Regions from separate parts of the Danio rerio genome. Here region 2 is linked to region 1. A link is a contact called in public Hi-C data. All regions are on one chromosome and are shown on one strand. The core of a region is the stretch at or near the end of the contact, and the rest is flanking DNA. Distances in the headings are between cores, read along the strand shown.

Region 1 (6,110 bases), core at 3,486-5,985:
TGCAAGTAAAATGGACAATTATTTATTATTATGGATTCATTGTTAATAATACTATTAATTAATTTCTTACAAATGATTAAATATTACAAACAGTATATTCACATTTATTAAGCAATATATATAATATTAAGATAAACTATTTATTATTAGTTTACATACAAAACACGAAAAATAGATAAAATTGTGTAAAATGTGCAAGAATGCCCAAAGATTTGTAAGAATGCCCAAATCTTGTACACAGAAAAAAAGTAAAGTAAAAGTTATACACTCATCAAGTATGCAATAAAGTATGCAAGTGAAATAAAATAAAAATAAAATATTTATCAATTATTTTAACTATGGTCAGAATTTTGCAGAATTTTCTAACTTTACACTGAAAGACAATTTACTATAAGTGAACTAATCAATCAATAAAATTCAAGCAAGTATGATAAGAAAAAAACTTAATTATTATTTTAAAATTACATATGTAAAATTTGAACTTCTATAACACCCTTATACATTTAATTTATATTTTAATACATATTAAAAGGTATAAATGTGTATATTTAGTGTCTTAACGCAGAGGTTCTCAAAGTGTAGGCCGGGACCCTCCAGGGGGTCACAAGACAATGACAGGGGATCGCTTGGGGATTTCCAAAATCAAATGTATTTTATTAAACTGCTAGAATTACAACATTTTATCCATAACCTGCATGCAGAAGAAAAAAAATAGTAGTTACTAGGTACATTAAAAAAACAATATACTTTGTAATGTAATGTAATGTGTATTTATATAGCGCATTTATTGTGTATGGCCGTACACCCAAAGCACTTCACAATCATGAAGGGGGGTCTCTCCACACCACCACCAGTGTGCAGCATCCACTTGGATGATGCAACAGCTGCCACAGGACAACGGCGCCAGTGCAGAACTTTGACATCTTTACAGCACTCATGTACATTAAATATAAATACAGGGCACAACTAAACACGGAGGATAGTCTCCCAGTGGCGTTCTTCAAAATTAAATGATGAATAGACTTGGGCCTATTGGTATATGTGCGCCAGAGTGCAAGGTTTATATATGTATAACCACCTCAAAGGATATTGGGGGTCACGAGTCACTGGCATTGTAATTTTAGGGGGTCGCGGGCTGAAAAGTTTGAGAACCCCTGTCTTAATGGACACTTGCCAGATGTGCATGTGAAGCATGCAAAATAAAATTAAATTAATATAAGCATTAAATATAAAATAATTACATGTAAAAAATCAAATAAATAATACAGTGAGAACATAAATAAAAGTAAAAACTCCTAAACACAATTTTTAAATAAATAATACCTTGACAATTTCGATTCACAGACTATAGTCAAGAAAATTTATAGCTTCTTGTTTTTATTATTTTTCCTTTTTTCAAAAATAAAAAAAAAAATAAAAATGGACCACAAATGCTCCCCCTCCCTCATGTTACTGGCCTTGCTTGAGGCACCAACAACACATTTATGTCATAACGCTGTGATTATTAACCTGGATGGCCGGCGCTCTGCAATACAAATGTATCGATTCAACTTCTTCCAATGAGTAAACGCTGGCTGCTTAATTAAGGTGTATCTGCGATATGATCCATCATCATCATCATCATCATTATCATCTGTGCAGCACACAGGGATCAGACTGACCTGTACTGAGTTCTGTCTCAATGACATAATGAGAGAAATATCGTCCATAAAAGGCAATCAATGTTCATTAAATTGTCAGTCTTCCTGCTGCTCCACGGCAGACAGCGAACTCTAAACCGAAGATGACAAGAACATTAATGCAATTCAACCGTCCATGTCTCTCCTGTGAGGCAGAGAGCGTTTGCTGAGCAGTGCCACAAAAAAAGAGCAGCTGCTGTCCCTGTAGTTGCTGTCCCTCTTAACCTTTATCAGCTCCTGTGGTGCCAAATTAAGACTTAAAGAGACACTTTTCTCCAGCTGCTCAATTTAAATCTGAAATCATTTTTGATGGCATCCAATCAGCTATTGTGTGTTATTAAAGTGTGTGAAAATCTAAACTTGCCATGGTAACTTTGCTAAAGTATATTGTTATTATTTAGGTGAAGAATTCATCTGTGTAAATTAATCCGCTTATTTATTTATTGGCAATAAAAGTCTGCCCATGCTTTCATGTTTGGAGTGTCGGTCCTTCTCTGATGTCACTTTGAAGGCTTCATCTAAAATATTCATAACCAGATTTGGGAAATATTTAAAAAAGGGAAAAAAACAACAAAGGGGGGCTAATAAATCTGACTTCAACTGTTTTTCGCTGTAAAAACACAAATATATACAGTTGACGTCAAAATAATTAGCCCCCCTTTGATTTTAATTTTCTTTTTTAAATATTTCCCAAATGATGTTTAACAGCGCAAGGAAATTTTCACAGTATGTCTGATAATATTTTTTCTTCTGGAAAAAAATCTTATTTGTTTTATTTTGGCTAGAATAAAAGCAGTTTTTAGTTAATAATAAGCAATTATTATACAAAATTATTAGCCCCTTTAAGCTGTATTTTTTCCTGATAGTCTGCAGAACAAACCATCATTATACAATAACTTGCCTAATTATCCTAACTTGTATAGTTACCCTAATTAATCTAGTTAAGCCTTTAAATGTCATTTTAATCTGTATAGAAGTGTCTTGAAAATTATCTAGTAAAATATTAATTACTGTCATCATGACAAATATAAAAGAAATCAGTCATTAGAAATGAGTTATTAAAACTATTATGTTTAGAAATGTGTTGAAATAATCTTCTCTTCGTTAAACAGAAATTGGGGAAAAAATAAACAGGGGTGCTAAAAATTCAGGGGGGCTAATAATTCTGACTTCAACTTTACATCATAATTCTTCATTTATGTAATTTTTTGACATGCAAACATTTTAACTAAATGCAAATCACTGAGGAAACAGGTTTGTAATTACACTGGTGGTCTTGCAGGTGGTCACACCCACACTATCATATGCATGCTAACTCATGCATCACAGGAGAAGAGCAAATAACCTAGATGATGTTAATGCAGTCTCCAACAAGACAGAGACATTACATGTGCTTATACATGACAAAGGGTCAATCTCAATGAGCATGATTTTATCATAAGGGACTTTTTTTTTTTTTGCAATCAAACAACTGATAAATCGTAAACAAACCTAAAAGAGAATCTTAAATGTGACTATATCTTTGAATTAAATCTTTTTCCAAGCCTTTGGTCTGCATGTGAAATTCATGTTATTGTCATGTTATTCATAAATAAAACAAAAATAAATAATTCATAAATAAAACAGATGATTGAATAAGATTAACTTCATCTAAAGGGGTTTGGGACGATATTAATTCGTAATTGTCCAATAGTTTTAAGTAATAGTAAATTGTAATAGTTTTAAGTCTTAAAAACTAAATGAATCTATGATTTTTCTCAAAGCAAAGGTGCATACAAAAATAAAAGTTGCCATCATTTACTCACCCTTTTGTTTCTGTTGAACACAAAATAAGTTGTTTTGCACTATTTTGTAAACCTGTCACCATTCACATCCATAGTAGGAAAAACAAATACTTTGGAAGTCAATGGTTACAGGTTTAAAAACATTCTTCAAATAAAAAAATAAACAAAATAATAATAAATAATCAATCAAACTGGTTAGGATCAAGTCAAGTGTGTGTAAAAGATGACATAATTTTAATTTTACGATGAACTATCCCTTTGAATGGCCATAAAGTACACTTTCAAAAAGGTCAATAAATGAGACATCCTATTTTAATATCCATATCAACTAAATGTACAAAAATAATAATGTAGAAGTCATCACTGCTAGTAAAAAGTCTTCTTTAATGTTTCACATAACACCACTAATTGCGATAAAAACATCATTAAGCACAACAGATACATTTATTTAAAGTTTAAACAGCATAAAATGACCCTTAAGTGTTTTAATGTCATCCACTTACACTTTAGTGGATGTTATATGGAAATCCAGTAAACATGTAAGAGTCATTTTTTGGCTCAGAAGAAAACAGGACATATTCTAATGTATGAAGGGGAAATGTATACATTTTTACTGTTTAATGCTTGAAACCTCTATCTTTGACCCATACATCAATAGAGGAATGTTGTATAATTAAAACACAGCCTGTAAGTATGAACAGTCTTAGAAATGAACTACATCTTTGCATATGCATAGCACCAAACACAACAAGTACCCAGAAGACAGCAAGTGTCCTTAAAACGTCCTCTATTTTCATGGCTTGACCACAACAACAGCTTAACAACTCCTCTACTTGGCACTAGATGGCAGCAGAGGCCATAAGATTTCAATATCATTGTTGTGTATTGTTTTGAAGGGTACAACAACTATGTATTAACCATTAAAACATACTAAAAACATTACAGTTAACACCATCACTCACTGAATATTGACTTTAACTAATATTACTGTTCTCAATCCTCCATAACCATGTCAATTTTCCACAATGGTCCGAGTTCCTTAAGATGTTTGGTGTGGCCCGGGATTGCTTCATAGTGAAACCCTGAAGGGGGCTTTCTGACACCCGCAGTTGCCATAAATAGCGAACGGTAGCCATACTGCAGCAACAATTTGAATAATTTAGAGCCGCCTTAAAAAAAAAAAAAAAAAAAAAAAAAACGAGAAGAGGAGGACAGAATCCATCCGGCACGTCCTCCTCTGCCTGCTCCTCCCAGCGCCGGCACAAAAGGATTTACTCTGTTATGTTTCAGCCGCTCTCGTCTGCACTCATTTAGCTTCAGAGCTGGATTAGAAACAGTTCAATAACTCTCCTGCCACTGAAAATAAACTGTTTTCAACCGCAGAGCCGCAGCGCTTACAGCAAACCCACAAGCCCTTCATGAATCCCTCTCTTCTTGGGTTTCGTTTTTTTATTGGAGACAGTCAAAGATAGAAGAGAGAGGCACAAATAAAAGTCACAAATCTCTTTAATATTTATTATTACTTCTAGACAGCAATGAAAGAGAGAGTTAATGGACACTTTCATTCTCTACTAAGACAACCTCTGTAATCTCATGTGTCAGAAGGGATTTCAATGTCACAGAAATGCCAGGCGCCAAAGTCCGCAATCAAAAACTGAGAGGCACTCAAAACAATATATATACATATATATGTATAAAGTAAAAATCTTATATAGAATTTAAAATAATATTAATAATTTTATATATATATATATATATATATATATATATATATATATATATATATATATATATATATATATACACATTTTTTTACTGCACACATACATATAGTATACACTATATTCCATACAGTATAAAACATAAAACATATATAAAACATTTTATCTTAATACTTTTTTAATTTTGACCTAGTCTTTTTTTTTTGTAAATAGACATTTTAAATTATAATATACTTATTTAAAATTAACGAACACATAATTCAGACAATTTAGAGAGATGTAAACAAAAACAATGGTCCCAATGTGTTTTACATTTTTAATTTCTATAGCTTCCAAGAATCCAAAAAGAGTTACATATTAAAAAATAATATTATGGCAGCTGTTTTAACAATACACTACCTGACAAAAGTTGTGTCACCTATCCAAGTTTTAGGAACAACAAATAATAGCTTGACTTCTAGTTAATCATTTGGTACCAGAAGTGGCTTAGATGAAAGGCAAAGGCCTCTAGATTACGCTTATTTTACCAAAATAAAATATGACCATGCCTTGATTTTTATTTATTTAATTAGGACAGTAATGTCTGACTTTGCTTAGACAAAAGTCTTGTCACTTAACAGAAATAATGCACAGTATAGGAATATAAAGTCATCCTGCAGTGAAAGAAGAACTGATATTGTGTATGACTACCATGAGCTTGGACGACTGCAGAATGGCAAAGAATTGCAGGACTCCCAGAGTTCATCAAGATTCTTTGGATTCACCTTTAATGCCTCCTCCTTTATCTTACCCCAGATATGTTCAATAATGCTCATGTCTGGTAATTGGGCTGGCCGATCCTGGAGCACCTTGACCTTCTTTGCTTTCGGGAACTTTAACGTGGAGGCTGAAGTATGAGAAGGAGCACTATCCTGCTGAAGAATTTG
Region 2 (6,267 bases), core at 1,353-3,852, 500 kb after region 1:
GAAATGATATTCTAATAAGGTACAAACAAAAGTGCATAGTAAAAATACAATAGTTATTCTCCAGAAAACATTAATGAGTCAATAATGGGTCCATTAAATACATAATTGTTTATATTTGTGTCACTATTGGTGTAAAAATTTGCAGTAGTGAAATTGCACCAATACTTTGTAAACTTTGCTACTTTTTAACCTTTTCATAACATGAATAAATGAACAAATGTAAGATTAAACCCTTTTTAATTTCACAGTTTAGGTTCTGCTGTGCACCGTGTCTGCAAAATCTTACCTTCTGAAAGTATTTAACTATGATACTTCAGACTACCTAAAGGTGAAAAGACAATTGTTTGCATTTTATCAAATATCTTGCATGTTGCAGAGAACAAAATGCTCTCTTTTTTTCTTGTCTCCATCTCTCTCTTCTCTTTTGGCAGCCTGTAATTTGTCTTTTTCAATCACGCTGTTTCCCATGGCAACTCTATGTGCTGAGTGGCCACAGTCGCGCTGTGAAATTGTTGCAGGGCTGCTGTAATTGTGTCCGGGTTCGATGTGGAGAGTAATGCAGTTCGCCAGAGAACATTATAGATGCCTGCTGTATGCACTGCTGGCTTTGATGTGACTGTGTTACCTTTCACATTATTTAGGCCATAACTGCTCTTTTGATAAAAGGGCCTAAAATAAAGAAGGAAAAGGTTTGCGTTTTCACAGCCTCTTGGGATGTGAACCGTATGAAAAACATGCTGTTTGGAGCATCATGTGTGAATAAATAGCTAGTATATTTGGTGAAGAAATGCAGGATTTTATTTATTTATTTATTTATTTATTTATTTATTTATTTATACATTAAAAAACTACTTATTTAGAAATATGAAAATTGTAAAAGTGATTGATTTATGCATTAAAAAATATAAGTGACTATTTTATACATTATATAAATGTTAGTGTGATGTAAATATTGTAAGTGTGTTTAAAAATGTATTTGGAATGTTTTTTATTATTTTATTATATTATATTATATTATATTATATTATATTATATTATATTATATTATATTATATTATATTATATTATATTATATTATATTATATTATATTATATTATACTTATTATATTATGGTTATTATTTTTTCTTGTTTGTATTTTTTTATTGATCAAAGATCAATAAAAATGTATTTATTTATTTTTCTTGTTTGTATGGTTATTATTTTTTCTTGTTTGTATATATACAATAACGGTCCAAAAACTAGCACACCCAAATTTATATGTTATAGAAAAATATTAAATAAACATTAAAAAAAATTTAAGAGAAGAAAAGCTTTAAATTGATCTAAAATAGAAAATAGATTTAAAAAAAATATTTTTTGCTTGAATATAATTGTATTATTTTTCAATTTCCAAATATGTTTGGTAACTAAATATTATTTTAATTAATATATCTGTTTAATAAATATGTTTTGTTTAGATGCACCAAAATAAACTGACAAATGAATAAAATATCCATTTCCAAAATGGGGTTTACTCAATTATACTGAACACTGTATGTATGTATGTATGTATGTATGTATGTATGTATGTATGTATGTATATATATATATATTAGAGAGTTAGAGTGTTAACATATATAAACAGTATATTGTAGATTTTGTTTAAAGATAATTTATTTATTTGTTTAGTTTAAATAACAAAAAAATAAATATTTTATGGAAATTTACATCTATGCTGACTGCTTCACTGATTTGAAAGCAGTTTGTCTGTGGTGACTATTATAGTCCATTAGCGACCCCTAAAGGACATTTTAAATAAAAAAAAAAACCTAAGCCGGTGATTTTATTGGGTTTGATTATCCCCTGAGGAAAGCCAGCTTCAGCACAAACATGTTTACACACACGATTCACAATCTGATAAATAGAAAAAGAATTAAAGGCTTCTGATCAAACTATCAGATAAAGAGACTGTCTAGATCTATGATTTTCTCTTCACAATAAAACCTGTTTTTGCAGTTGCCACTTTTAATTAAAACTATTCCCAAATATGCCACTGTATCGTGTTTGTCATAATTGATTGTTTTCTGTGAACACTGTCGCTTAAAGGTTACAAAATGATTTATGCAACTGCTGAAAGGAACACACTGCTATCATCAGGCAGAAATATGATAGTCGACACACTATACCTACTCACAGTTCTGTCTAAACAGCTTCCAAAAGTTGATTTTTCATAGGTGCCCTTTAAATATAAATTAACTATTAATATAAAATATATTTATTAATTTAAATTAAATACATTTTGTCATATATTATCATATTATTAAAGACTAATTAAATGTGTGTTTTAAAATGTAGAATTTATGTTATGTTTTATGTTAATCATTCAATTACTATAATCTGCACCAAAACATATATTATTTGTTAATTTTAACTATTTATTACTTATTTTTGTCGTCTAGAGGCTCCAAATCATTTGCGTTTGTTTGCACAGGGCCTCATGTGTCATCATCTGATAACGGGCTCCAGGAAGACAGAGGTTTCCTTCCAAATGTCCTAAAGCAAACAGGAAAGTGGGAGGAAATGAAAGCTGGAAAGTGTGTGTCGGGGAATCCAAAACACTTCCAGCAGATCAGCAGGAGCTCTAGCGTGTTGTGCTTCCTCAGCTTTTCCTTCCTCTGGGGGGGGAGAGAGAGGATGAGCTCCTGTTGAAGATCCTTCATTTCAGTCTGCTTTTTTTCTTCTTCTTCTTCTTCATCATTTCTGCTGTTCAGTGGAGTGAATTCTCCGCTTGCTGTAATAGGTTTTGGGATGTGGTTTGTAATGTAGCTCTTTTTTTCCCCCTCCTGTCACGTGTGTTTTGCCGGAGAGCGCCTGATAACATGCTCTGAATACTGAATCATCCAGACGACATGTTCCTGTCGTTCAGCACTGTCATCTGCATATTTATGTAACAGGGATGTGCACCGTGTAAATCAACTGCTGTCATCTTTAGGGGCCTAATTATTAGTGGCACTTGCCAAATCCAACATAACAATTATTGTTATGTAGGCTTCAGATTAGGGATTTAAACAAACCCTTAATCCAAAGCATTAAAGTGGAGGTGTGTAACTTGTTCTCAAAGACATGAATCATACCTCAAATTGTGCAGTTTATTGTAAAGAGGTGTGCTGTTACTTGACCTGGACTTTTCTGAAAAATCCACAAAGATTATGTTGCAGTATATATTAAAACATATGGGTATTTTTTATTAGGAAGAAGGTCTAAACATTTGAATTGTTCAAACTTATTTAAAATGAGCTGAATCAACACAATTCCTGAGTGTATTTTTGTGATAACATAACTGTTTTATGTTAAATCTACCTAAATTTTTAAAAACAATTACTTGTGTTGGGACAACATGGAGGAATTGTGTTAAATGTGGCTTTTTTACAGTTAATATAAAATCTAAATGAAAAATACAGCTATTTTATTTATATAAAATGCTAAAAAAAAATACAACCAGGGATGGGCAAAAATACATTGAAATGTATTTTTTTAAAATAAAATACCAAATACCTCAGTGTTAAATGTATCTCAGAAATTGTGTTGATTCAGCTCATTTTAAATAAGTAGTTTGAACAATTTGAGTGTTTTAACCCTTTCCCCAGTTAAAAAAAAACACCCATATATTATAATATACTGTATATCATTCTTGTACACCATCTTTAGGTGTTTTTTAATTTCTCAACCTTCTCTGCATTTCCACCTGCAGCACTGAGACTGAGAATGATTGTGCTGTAGGCTCTGCATTACACTGATATTTTACATCTCATTTTCTAGGCGAATATGCTGATGCATTGTACACTACACTTCAATGAAATATCACTGGTCTTAGCATTGTGCAGTATACTATTTTCAATGATTGTGGACTTGCTCCCAAATATACCCATTTGTCTGTTTTTTTTCTTTATGTATGTTGTAGAATTTCTATGCATGCATTGAACACCTTCTTAAATATTAATCAATGTTCTGGTCTAAAGCACCAAACAGAGGTCGCATTTTTATGACGTCAATATTCTTATAAAATATTTTACAGTCTTTTAAAAATAAAAAAAAAATACAAGACAACAAAGTATTTTGATACAAAATATTAACCCATTTACAAACCTTATCAAATACAAATGACAAAATACTATTTTGTGTTTGAAATACATACTGCCCATCCCTGATTACAACACTAAATATTTACAAATGGCAAAATGCACGAGAGAAAATGTGAAAAAATACATATTGTTAATTTTTTAAACAAAACTTTTTTGTGAGTATTTTTATAGAAATATTGAGTGTAACATTGATTTATGATCAATACATGTATGTGTGTACCCTAAAAAATGACATTTGTTGTTTGTTCAAGCTACTTATTTAAATTGAGCTGAAATAACACAATTCTTGAGGCTTTTTTTTTGCAACAGCTTAAATGTTTTGTGTTCAATCTACTTAAATTTATATAAAAAAATAATAAGCTACCTTAATTCTTTCATGTTGTCACAACACAATTTGATTGTGTGCAATCCAGCATTTTTTTTTTTACAGTGTATGTATTTATAATTTGATAATAGACATTAATTAAAAATTATGACATTGGGAGATTTTTTTCTTTATTAACCATAGGCTTAATGTCCTCATCCTTCTTTTCTTATATAACCATCATTGTTGTTATAATATTAACAGTTACAGATAGTTAAAATGAATTACATCATATTCTCAGTAAAAAATAAACTCTGTTTTTTTTTTTTGTTGTTGTAATTATCAGTCCTTTATAGGCTAAATATGGTGTATAATTGAACCTATGGTTTCATTGTGATATTGGATCAATATACACTCAAAAATATATAATTTTTTTTTACTTGTTTTAACAACTTAATCAAAATGAACTGAAACAACACTATTTGAGAAACTTGAGATTTCATTGGGACAACTTAATTTTTTATGTTCAACCCACATAAATTTGTAAAAAGTGTTAACTTAATCAATTTGTGTTGGGACAACAGGAATGAATTGTTTGGAACCCTGCATGTTTTTACAGTGTAATTGCATCCGCAATGGCATTGTACCTGGCTGTATTTTATCTGCAACAAGAAAGTGATACAAATTTATCAACACTGCTGATTTGCCATAGTAGCCTATTCACCAGTGCTCAACAGAAATGACCAAACACATTGAGGAATCGACTGATGTTCGTGGCTTTAAAAAAAACTCTACTGTCCATTTATCTGTTTGCCAGAAATCTTCACACCAAGCTAAAACCATAAGTTGGCAGCCCTTGTGTGTTTGTGTGTGTAGGCACATATAGGGTATTATGTTGAAGTGATAAATGTGTTGTACAGTAGTTTCACCACAATCTTAACACAATGAACTGATAAGCTCTTATGTCCGTTGATAGCTAACAAATATAAACCTGTTCACATAAAAGCCCTCATAGTTTCAGTCAACACACACTGCGTTTTGATATCCTCCTCATCCGCACTGCGCCGTGACTTAAGAAAATGGCCACCTTTACTCAGTTTCCCGCGCTCTCTTTTTCTCCGGGTCTCTCTCCCACTCACTTTCCAACTCCAGTGCATGAGAGAGAGAGAGAGAGAGAGAGAGAGAGAGAGAGAGAGAGAGAGAGAGATCCCCCGCCTCACGGACGCTTTATTCCCGTCAGCTGCAGTCTCTTATCGCGGCCGTCCAGATGCGCGGCGGCCAAGAGTCTCCATAATTAGGTGGCGAGATCTCGGTCTCCGATCACTTTGGTACGTTATCAGCTCTGACACCAATCTCCTTGAGTGACATTCTACCCAAAAAAACGCTTATATAAACCACAGTCCAGCATCCGAGAGTGAAAAGTCAATGCAGCGAGAAGATGAAGTGGGGAAAAAACGAGCGTTTAGAGCGTTTAAAGGCTCCGTGCGAACGCTTTCCTACACTTCTTGCCTTTATTGTTTCTTTTTTTTCTCTTCTTAATTAAACATAGAGCGGTTTGTGTGGAGAAGAAGGGAGAGGGGAGATAAAGGGCTTGTGTTTAATGTTTCTGGCGCAGATTTCTTTGGTGGTGCTGTAAAAATCCTAGTCTGCCTGAGGCGGAGAGTGTGGAGATAGACGCAGAAGAACAGAAGAGAGTGTTTGTGCTCAAAACTGATTCGCTGAACGAGGTTTTCACAGCTTCTGGGTGATAAAAACAACCAAATGCTGTACGTTTCATCAGATTCTCTTGAAATCATTAAAAAATGTATCTTTCTTTCTTTCTTTCTTCACTGTAAACATG

What was found. A called contact is a pair of places that touch in the nucleus more often than the background predicts.
Region 2: a contact with region 1 is called in a Hi-C map of an unstated tissue, with 3 times the contacts expected there. The contact joins two enhancer-like sites. A contact is called at or near these places in 2 of 18 Hi-C or Micro-C datasets (hematopoietic stem cells and an unstated tissue).

What each region holds. Positions count from the first base shown.
Region 1 is chr17:18,556,041-18,562,150 of GRCz12tu, forward strand. The region is part of intron 10 of nrxn3a (neurexin 3a); the gene reads right to left. Among named protein-coding and RNA genes, the nearest start is that of nrxn3a, 160 kb to the right of the region's middle. Within about 2 kb of position 4,736, at least 5 of the 62 cell types and tissues checked have an H3K27ac peak or open chromatin away from gene starts, as enhancers often do.
Region 2 is chr17:19,061,184-19,067,450 of GRCz12tu, forward strand. No RefSeq gene overlaps it. Among named protein-coding and RNA genes, the nearest start is that of sptlc2a, 8.8 kb to the right of the region's middle. Within about 2 kb of position 2,603, at least 12 of the 62 cell types and tissues checked have an H3K27ac peak or open chromatin away from gene starts, as enhancers often do.